Linked DNA regions of Anser cygnoides: all the other regions are linked to region 3. A link is a contact called in public Hi-C data. All regions are on one chromosome and are shown on one strand. Each heading gives the region's core, a stretch centred on a gene start, on an enhancer-like site or on the middle of the called end of the contact. The rest is flanking DNA. Distances are from core to core; before and after follow the strand shown.

The links. A called contact is a pair of places that touch in the nucleus more often than the background predicts.
Region 1: a contact with region 3 is called in a Hi-C map of liver, with 2.6 times the contacts expected there. The contact joins the promoter of C1H11orf97 here to the promoter of CWC15 in region 3. A contact is called at or near these places in 4 of 7 Hi-C or Micro-C datasets (granulosa cells and liver).
Region 2: a Hi-C map of liver shows a contact between it and region 3, with 2.3 times the contacts expected there. The contact joins the promoter of FAM76B here to the promoter of CWC15 in region 3. A contact is called at or near these places in 2 of 7 Hi-C or Micro-C datasets (granulosa cells and liver).

Annotation. Positions count from the first base shown.
Region 1 is chr1:200,787,787-200,791,097 of Taihu_goose_T2T_genome, forward strand. It overlaps C1H11orf97 (chromosome 1 C11orf97 homolog), which reads right to left and starts at 1,268. Exons shown (of 4, transcript XM_048076488.2): 1 at 1,148-1,268; 2 at 158-262. The coding sequence starts at 1,253. It overlaps ANKRD49 (ankyrin repeat domain 49), which reads right to left. Exons shown (of 3, transcript XM_066989873.1): 3 at 3,272-3,311.
Region 2 is chr1:200,388,254-200,391,609 of Taihu_goose_T2T_genome, forward strand. It overlaps FAM76B (family with sequence similarity 76 member B), which reads left to right and starts at 2,025. Exons shown (of 10, transcript XM_048076445.2): 1 at 2,025-2,206; 2 at 3,347-3,356. The coding sequence starts at 2,102. It overlaps CEP57 (centrosomal protein 57), which reads right to left and starts at 1,889. Exons shown (of 11, transcript XM_048076442.2): 1 at 1,731-1,889. The coding sequence starts at 1,832.
Region 3 is chr1:200,615,348-200,618,644 of Taihu_goose_T2T_genome, forward strand. CWC15 (CWC15 spliceosome associated protein homolog) reads left to right here and starts at 1,562. Exons shown (of 7, transcript XM_066989868.1): 1 at 1,562-1,584; 2 at 3,255-3,297. The coding sequence starts at 3,263.

The DNA of each region.
Region 1 (3,311 bases), core at 18-2,517, 170 kb after region 3:
ACATGAATGTTCTAGGCTGTTTTTTTGTTTGTTTGTTTGTTTGTTTGGTGGGGTTGTTTTGTTTTTTTTTTTTAATCATTAATTTTGCCACAGTTCTCAAAACATCTTCTGTTTCATTTGCCCTGACAAACACTTTTCATTTGCTTGTAAGGATTACCTGCAGCTGGATGTTTAATGTGGTATTCTTCTTTCTGAAAATAAAGCTCTTCTTGAAGGATTTCCTTAACTCTCCTAGATGGCTCAACATATACAAATTTCTTCCCTGTTAGCAAAACACATTACAAAAGAACCAGTTATTTTACCCATGCCTCCCACCCCAACATCAATATATTTTGCTTAATGTAATTTCATCCTGTCCCGTTCTACTTTTATCTTTAATACACCTTAAGACAAATTTACAGACGTGATAGCGTTCAGACATGCCCAGCCCCAAAAGGGATTCCTCACAGCAGTACCACAGCCGGTACCTAAAAGGGGAGCACTGGAGGATTCAAAGGGAGGTGAAAGCCATGGCAGCGAGGCAAGGCAACTGCCGGGCACCTGGGAGAAGGGGCGATGGGGTCCCTCCATGGGAAGCCCAAGTTGGAGCAGCGTGCTGCCGAGGGGAGATGGAGGAGGCCCCCAAAATGTCCTTGCTGAAGGGGACGCCTCACACAGGTTACCCCTAAAAGAAGGCAGCACCCAGGGGTGCAGCCCTGCGTGGGGCCACCACAGAGGCGGCCTGGGGAGGTACGCAACGCCTTCCTTCCCCATCCCCACCCTCCAAGGCTTTCTGGAGACCCAGGACAGGGCAGAATCCCTCGGGAAGAAGCCGGAGCCCACCCCCGTGGTGCCCAGAGTAGCCGGGGAGGGGACCCTGAGGCGGGGAAAGGGCAAGGAAGCGGCTGCCCGGGTGAGGCGGTGAGGCGAGCCGGGGGCCGCCGCGCTCACAGGGCTGCCCGCCTCTCGCCGCCTCGCCGCGGCCATCGCTGTCCGTCTCCTCGGCCTCCTCCGCCGGCTGCTCGCCGCTCGCCGCCCTCATGGCCACCGTGCCCGGGCGGGTGCGAGCCGCGCGGCTCCGTTGCCACAGGAGCGGGGACGGGCGGGGACGGGCGGGCTGCGCTCCGTCAGCGGCTCCCCGGCGCCATCTTGTGGCTGCCCCGCGCACCTGGGGCGATGTTCTGTACCGGGCTGTGCCGCCTCTTTCTTCCTTCTGCCACAGCGCCGGGGTGTTTTGCCCCTTCCCCTTTGACCCGAAAAAGACCTTTGACCATTTACCTCCTGTTCTTTTTAGTAAAAAAAATAACGGATGAGCTCCCGGTGCAAAGACGTCCCGGGGTCGCCGTGTGGGGACCCAGGCTTACCTCACGCCGCCATCGGGCACAGGGCAGGCTACAGTATATTGTTAAACATCATTCGTGTGAGGCAATCAGCATTACACGCTGGTATGCACACACATCACTAGCGCTTTGTCCCTAAAAAGTGTTGCCACTGCCCTGCCTTTTAAAAGGATGTCAGATCTTATATCAGTCTTCAGACTAATAAAGACAGAAGGATACAGCTTGACTGAGGGGATGACGCAGATCAACTTACAGGAGTACTGGCTTGATTTTAATAGCACTTTTTGTAAAATAAGGCACCTTGAAACTTTGATAGGACTGAGGTGGCATTTCGACTCCACTCATCTTGCTGCTGTGCATGCTATGAGGAAGAAGAGCAGCTGGCAGGTACCACAGCAAGCAGAGAGTGCTGCCGGATAGCAGCAGCAAGCTGGCCCACTCACCCGGCAGGGAGATTTGCCCTGGGACAGCTTCCTTGAAGCCAAGACTTTGCATACAGGTGGAAGCGAGAACCTGTAAGATACAAGCCATGTCTAGTTAAACCAATGCACATCATAACCTGTTTTTCCTTAATGCATTTCAAAGTATATGCCTTTCACAAATATCCTGAAACCAAGCTTTTAAAATACTAAGCATTGAAAGTTACTTTGTACAATTCGTATTTCAAAGGCAGCTGTGTATTTTTTAACAGAAGTGCAACACAGGGCTTCAAGAAAGCCAGGGTGACGGAGATGCCCTCCAAAGATGCTTGATCAGAGGACCAAATAAATGTAGGTCCTCAGAGGACAAATGCTGACATATTCCAGCCTTGCTGCTGCTGTTACAAGTGTGCTTCAGACCTGTTAGCGGTGTCTGGAAGGAGCTTGGGATCGCTCAGTAAGGTGTCTGCACAGAACAAGATGTTTTCTTACAGCTGTCTTGCTGAAATACTGTATTCCGGGACTGTATTTTCTAGCTCAATTTGATTAGCAAAGAGAAGCAAGTTTCTCCACTCCTACATTATAAACTGGAAAGTTGAAGCTCTCACACTGCATGCCTTTGTCATGGGAAATCCTATAGTACGCTAATTCCTGTGCAATACACTGCTTTACCCTTTCATTACCTGCTGGGCTAACAACATCGTTCAAGTTCTACCAGTATCCTTCCAAACCACTATTGACTGAAAAAGACCTGCCTGCTCACAATAATTATATTGAGATGTATTGTAATGGTGAAAAACTCACTCATTAAATGCTATCATTTGGTAGTGATTTTTGTCTGAAACTTGCACTTGAACCAAGGAGGGGTGGAGAAGACTGGAAGTATACATTATTGGACATTTCACAGCTAAATAATCCAGAGATGTTGATTCTTCAAAACTAGCTGAAAGATTGAGAGATGCAGACCAACACAGTTGATGTGAACAGTAGCACAGGCAAGTTCAACTCTAAAACTTCAAAAATCATAGGATTTTTCACTTGTTAGCAGAAAGGCTGAACTGACAAACAGAAGAAGCAAATTACAATGCCTCTTGTGAAAACATAGAGCATTATTTACCATTTTTCCTGTTAGATAAACCAAATAGCGCTCAGTGCTAAGACTTGGTAAGAACACCTCAGATGAAGAGTCCCAATCCTTAATTGTAAACCAGTGAGATTCTAGTTTGCATGACTACAGAGAGAAGCTGTACTCAAGCGCATTTTAACGGCCTCAAAATCTGGAAAGAAACCAACCAACCCCCACCAACTTCAGTTTGGTTAAGTCATGGCAGTCAAATCTGAGTTTGGGATCCAAAAGATTTGACAGATTTGACTGGCTAGAATTAGCAATACTGGCTGTAACTAATTAGGCACAATAGTATGTTGGCTGTTCATCCACAAACGGTTGAAGTTCCTGGGAATAATTCTTTTGATTTATGAACAGGCAATTGCATCAGTTATTGAGCTTTCAATTAAAAATGACAATAAAATATGTAGGGTTGACAGTTTTATTTTATAATAGGCCTTACAACAG
Region 2 (3,356 bases), core at 775-3,274, 230 kb before region 3:
ACAAGCTTGGTGGAAAAGAGTGAAATAAAAACACGGCTGCCTAGTTTGAATGTGCTAGAGAAATTCCTTTCAACCATGCCCACCACTGAACGCTGCCCCTGATATGAGTTGAAGGTGCCTTCCTGCAGCCTGAGGCAGAAGTGGGCTGCAAGAAGATGTGATGCTCTTACAGCTCCTCACAGGATATTTACTTCACTAATAAGGCAATTGAGCAGTCGCTCACCTTGGCAGGGCTTTTCTAAGCTTTTGCAAATACCAGTTATTGCGAGCATACTGTGGCCTAAGTTAAAATACAGAACGTGTTTGTGCAAATATCTCGTAGCAAGTTAGACAACACACCCAAAACACAGTGTAAGAAAAATAATACAAAGGAAAAAATTAAGAAAAGTCGTAAGTTATTTGAAGCCTACACACACCTTAATTTCCTATTACAAAGACAAAAAATTGAAGGCCCTAAGCACCCTGAACATTTCAGGCGGCGTTCCTGTTTTATCTGCAAAGCAATACTTTGTGTTTGTTATCTCCTGCACAACATAAGCACTTTTCTTGGAATAACTGCATTTGCACAAGAACTTTAGCCACCACGGAAAGCTGATTAAAGCACAAATGCCTAATTAAGAACATATTAACAAAAATATTTTGAGTAGACTCTTGTGCATATGGGCACTGTTTTATGCTCAGTAGCCACACAGAGCAAACTTTGCAGAATGAGTAAAGTTAAAACGGAAGGGAAGCCTGTTAGCAGAGACCTCAGTCCTGCAGAAACACCAGCGTTACAAGGTGTTGGACTGCTGCAAGCAGAATAACAAATAAGATCAAGTAGGAAAGTAAAAGTGAATGAAGCAAAGCACAGCATTGCACGCAACAGGCAACAGCGCACCAGCAGCAGCAATGTAAGCCCAAATGGCAAAAACTATTGATTGAAACACCAGTCTGCTATTTTTATCTGCTGTGGTTGCAAAATAAAAGTATCTGACAATCCTCCAGGCTAAAAGATGGGGATCAGTTTGAAATCAACATAGGGGCTGCCAGACATCAAGATTTTCCTAGGTCTCTATTTTTCACCTGGAAAACCTTCTCTATGCAGAATTAAGAATAACTAGGTAAAACAAGCAAACAAAAAACCCAACCTGCTGCCTTTTTTTCTTTTTAAACTGGCAAAAGTGATGCTTACCTAGCCCACAACAGACTGACCCCTGGAAAAAAAAAATCATATACTTAAGCAAAAATTACACAGAGCTAAGCAAACATAGGCTTTTTGACTAGCTGTATTTCTCCTATCACCTGAATGCAGGCTACGGGCACGAATTTCGATGGCATCCAGTCAGCGCAGCCCCTGGCTTGAAATAAACCCCACAACATCTGTGCCGAGGTACCGCCGTACAGGTTGGACTTGCTACCAAATATATTCCCGTTACACCTTTCAGCAAGCCAGCTTTGCGTTCTGTTTCACGAATAACGACTGCTAAACGCGCCCGACTGAAAAAAGTGACAGAATTTAGGAAACAGCGCCAAGGTTAAGATCCATTTAAGCCCCTTTCTGCTGCTGGACGTCCCCGCGGGGCGCTGACCTCAGGAAAACGCTGAAAATTAAGGAAGAAAGCCCCCAAACTGGTGAAGATGAGAGAAGTTATAATTAGCTCCAGCCCCCAGCCGCCTCCCCACCCCTCTTTTTGGGCAGCCCTGCGGCTCCATGAAGCTCCCGGGCCACCCCCGCCCCCTGCCCTCACCGTGCGCTGCTGCTGCCGCCGCCCGCCCGCCGCCGCCGCCATTTTGTGCGCGGGCGGCCCCCCTCCCCCCGCGGCCCGTCCCTTTAAGGGCGCCGCGGCCATGCGGCGGCCATGAGCCGGCCGCGGCTTGACTGACGGCCCAACCGGCGAATGGGAAGGGAGGACGGCGCGGCTAGCCCCGCCCCGTGCGGTTCTTGCGGGTCGTCACAGAGCCGCGTGTGAGTGGCGCGCCGGACGCCCAATGAGAAAGAAGGGCGGGGGCTCTCGGCCAATGGAAGGCCGGCCCTCGCGGGGCCCCTCCCCTCGGGCCCCCCGCCCCCCCCGGTCCGGGTGCGGGTGCGGGCCCCGCGTCCCCGCCGGGAGAGGCGCGGATGGCGGCGGCGGCGCAGGCGGCCGGGCCGGCTCTGTACGCCTGCACCAAGTGCACGCAGCGCTACCCCTTCGAGGAGCTGTCCCAGGGGCAGCAGCTGTGTAAGGTGAGGGCGGGCGGGGCGGGGACGGGGACGGGGGGAGACCGGGATCCGGGGGGGAGGTCGGGATCGGGATCGGGGGGGAGGCTGGGGCCGGGGAGAGGCCGGGAACCGGGAGCGGTTGGGACCCTGGGGAGGTCGAGAGCCGGGGGAGTCCGGGCAGGAGGAGGCCGGGACCCCGGGGAGGTCGGGCAGGGGGAGGCCGGGATCTAGGGGAGACCAGGAGCCGGGGGAGGTTGGGACCCAAGGGAGGCTGGGCAGGGGGAAGCCGGGATCCAGGGGGGGGACAGCGCCTGGGTGAGGCTGGGACCCAGGGGAGTCCGACCAGGGAGACGTTGGGAGCCGGGGGAGGCCGGGATCCAGGGGAGGTTGAGACCAGGGGGAGCCCAGGACCCCGAGGAGGTTGAGCAGGGGGAGACCGGGATCCAGGGGAGATCAGCACCCCGGGGAGGTTGAGACCCTGGGGAGACCAGGACAGGACCAAGGGGAGGTTGGGACCCAAGGGAGAAGCTGGGATCCAGGGGAGGACAGCACCCGGGGGAGGTTGAGACCAGGGGGAGGCCAGGAGTTTGGGGAGGTTGAGCAGGGGGAGAACGAGATTCAGGAGAGGCCGGGACCCGGGGGAGGTTGAGACCCAGGGGAGACCAGGACTAGGGGGAGGTTGGGACCCAAAGGAGCCTGGGCAGGGGGAAGCTGGGATCCGGGGGAGGTTGGGACCCAGGGGAGTCCGGCCAGGGAGAGGTTGGGACCCAGGGAAGGCTGGGATCCAGGGGAGGACAGCGCCGAGGGAGGTTGAGATCCAGGGGAGACCAGGACCAAGGGGAGGTTGGGACCCAGGGGAGACCAGGACCAGGGGGAAGTTGGGACCCAAGGAAGGCTGGGCAGGGGGAAGCCGGGATTCAGGGGAGGACAGCACCAGGGTGAGGTTGAGACCCAGGAGAGTCTGGCCAGGGAGAGGTTGGGAGCCGGAGGAGGCCGGGATCCAGGGGAGACCAGCAGCCAGGGGAGCTTGAGACCTGAGAGAGTCTGACCAGGGAGAGGTTGGGACCCAGGGGAGGCCAGGGAGGGGGAGGTTGGGACTCAAGGGAGGTCAGATGCATGTCCCGGCAGAAGGAGCTGACCCCAGTGTTTTCTCTCCCCGCCCAGGAGTGCCGCA
Region 3 (3,297 bases), core at 312-2,811:
ACAATGTAAATAAACATGCCTTGCACCTCTTTAGACAAAGAGGCTCATCAAAGCAAAATTCCCAGAGGCAGGGTACTCAATTGGGAGTGTTTTCCTGCTGTCCCTAGACGTGTCTTCCAATCCAAATGGAAACAACACAGACTTCCTCGAGGTTCAGTGTGACTCGGAGCTGGTTTATAAATTCTTCTCACACAAACCAAGAACAGGACGTGGTTTCTTTGTACAAGGGCCCACTTCTTCCAAGTGCTTTCGTTGATGGCTTGCTGCCTACAGGGTGTCATTTGCATCAATTGCTGTAGCTCTCTGCATAGCAGTGTCTTTGGGGACCTCTTGCGGGCCCTCTTCTAAATTACATACTGGGTGAAGAGTAGCTCAGGAAAGTTTCCGTGTTGATTTTGCAGATCACAGAATCACAGAATCACAGAACGGCCGAGGTTGGAAGGGACCTCTGGAGATCACCCAGTCCAACCCCCTGCCGAGCAGGATCACCTAGAGCACATCGCGCAGGATGGCATCCAGGCGGGTTTGGGATATCTCCAGAGCAGGACACCCCACAACCTCTCTGGGCAGCCTGTCCCAGTCCTTTATTACCCTCACAGTAAAGAAGTGCCCCCTCATATTGAGCCAGAACCTCCTGTGCTTCATTTTGTGCTCCTTGCTTCTCATCTTGTGACTGGGCACAACTGAAAAGAGACCGGCTCCATCCTCTTGACACGCTCCCCTCAGACATGTATATATATTTATGAGGTCTCAAGATACATAAAAGAACCTTTTACTTCACATATCCTCATGTGATTCACAAAGGTTTAGCAACCAGATGCAATTTAAAAGCAAGGGCAAGCACAAGAGAGAAACTGTGTTTAATAACTGAATGCTACTCATTCACACTTTGGCTTTTTGGGAGGTATTTTTAGGGGACAGAAGTGAAAACACACCATTTTGAGGGTATTTTTAGGGGACAGCAGTGAAAACACACCAGTTTGAGGTTATTTTGGTGGGACAGCAGTGAAAACACACCAGTTTGAGGGTATTTTTTGGGGGGGGGGGGGCGGGGGGACAACAGTGAAAACGCACCAGTGTATTTTTAGGGGAGGGCAGTGAAAACACAGCAGTTTGAGGGTATTCTGGGGGGACAGCAGCGAAAACACACCAGTTTGAGGGTACTTTTATGGGACAGCAGTGAAAACACAGCAGTTTGAGTGGATTTGGGGGGACAGCAGTGAAAACACAGCAGTTTGAGGGGATTTTGGGGGGACAGCAGCGAAAACACACCAGTTTGAGGGTACTTTTATGGGACAGCAGTGAAAACACAGCAGTTTGAGGGGATTTGTAAGGGGGGGCACTGCTGACTGGCACGCTGAGGCTAACGTTGCCGATGCACACGGCTAAACAAAGGGAAGAACTGGGAGGTTTTATCACTCCCGTAGCTGTTCCTGTACTTCTTATTTGTGAACTCGCGTATAAACAGCCTGCAAAGGACCAGCCCCGAGGACAGAGGGCGCCCCTGCTGGACGCGCCGCGGCGCCATTTTGGGGCGTGCCCCTGCCCGGGGCAGCCATGATGGCGGGCGGGGCCGTCTCTATGGTAGGGCCCCGCGGCGCTCCGCCTGCCGGGCGCTGGGCGGGATGATGGCGGCGGCGTAGGGCCGGGCTGCGCTGCGGGAGGAGGCCGCGCTGTGAGAGGGGCCCTGAGGGGCTCTGAGGGGTCGGGAGGGCTCTGGGGCATCCTAACATCGGGGTAAGCCCCCTCGTTGTCGCTTGGGTTGGGAGGGAGCTGAGGAAGGCAGCGCGGCGGCCCTGCCTTGCCGTGGGCCCTGAGGTGGCTTCTCCAGTGCTGCGATCCCAAAACCTGACGAGAGCGGGCGGCCCCCGGGGGTTCGGGGGGGGTGGGGGGGCTTTTAAGGCCAAGGTAAATGCGGGCTGGGCTCGGCAAGGAGCAGGGGTGGTTGCTGGGGGGTGCTGGGGCTCCGGGTTGGGCCTGGTCCTTCACCTGAGCGCACAGATCCCCCTTACGCAGAGTTAGCACAGAAAGGACCTAAGAACAAGCGGCTTTCGCAAATTTTAGGTCTTGTAGAGGCCGTGCTGAGCCCCAGCTGGCTCACACGGCGTTTGGGAAGGTGTCAGCAGTTGTTAGTGAGCCTGGCTAGCTGCTGGCTCCCTTTTTGATTTGTGTTTGTGCCTGTGAAGTTAGTGGTGAGTGGGTGTCCTTTAGTCAGTAGTGAGTGGGCGTGCATGGCCCAGCGAAGCAGAAGTGAGTGCTGCTTTGTGTAACAGATTCCAGGTGGCACTGGTCGATCAGCCAGGCGGTGGTTGTGTATTGGCCGTGGTGTCTTGAGGCCTTGGCTGAGTGGTTTGGGCTCCTGGTCCCCGGCTCCTGTCCAGCAGCACCGCATGCAGCGCGTGCTGACAGCATGTCCGTGTGGCCAAGGCTGCTCAGAGCCTGTTTGCTTCTGTCTCACAGCTGCAGCTCTTGGCACCCTTTATTCCATTCTTAGGGCGTGCTGGTGGTAGGTGAGTTCCTGCAGGTTCTGAAACGGAGCTGCTGAAAGCTTCTGCCTTTGCCCAAGCAGGATATTTTGTTAATTGAACGTGGTTTACGTATGGTTGAAGCTGTCAGCCTTGTGCTTGCAGAGATAACATTACCCCTAGTGCTTCGTAAAGTTCTGCTGTCCAGCTGGAGCTCTGCGCGGGGCAATCCCACGGGGCTCTGCCACATTACTGATGTTGGTGCTGTGCCTGCACAGGAGAACTGACAGGGCCAGGGCAAGGGCTAGAGAGTACGGGTTGCATGATCATCATCACTGTTTAACTACCAACACCATCCTGGGCATGCTGTGAGCTGTGTCAGCCAGCATTGGTGGCGATGATACCGAGCCACACTTCAGGGAACGAAGGAAAAATCATTCCAGGCAGACATTTTTTGGCAGTCCTTTTTCCAGGGGAAAGAGTTTGGTTACTTGCTTACCACTGAGACTTAAGGATAGGAGACTGGCTCCTGGCATTTTATTTACTGTATAAACACAACCTTGCATTCTCGTTCAAATCTGTATGCCACCTTTCAGTCATGTTGGAAAAGACTTTCTTTTGAAAATCTGAATAGATTCTGTCAAGGAAAAAGCTCCTTAAATTTTAAGGGTCGGGTGCCAAGGGATGGTTAGAGGTTTGTTGCTACAGTTCCAGGAACAATGTAGCAGCTTCTGGTGACTGCCTTTCTCTGTAAGCTCTAATGGCTGCTTTTTGCCCTTGATTTTGTAGTCACTAAAATGACGACAGCAGCAAGGCCCACGTTTGAACCTGC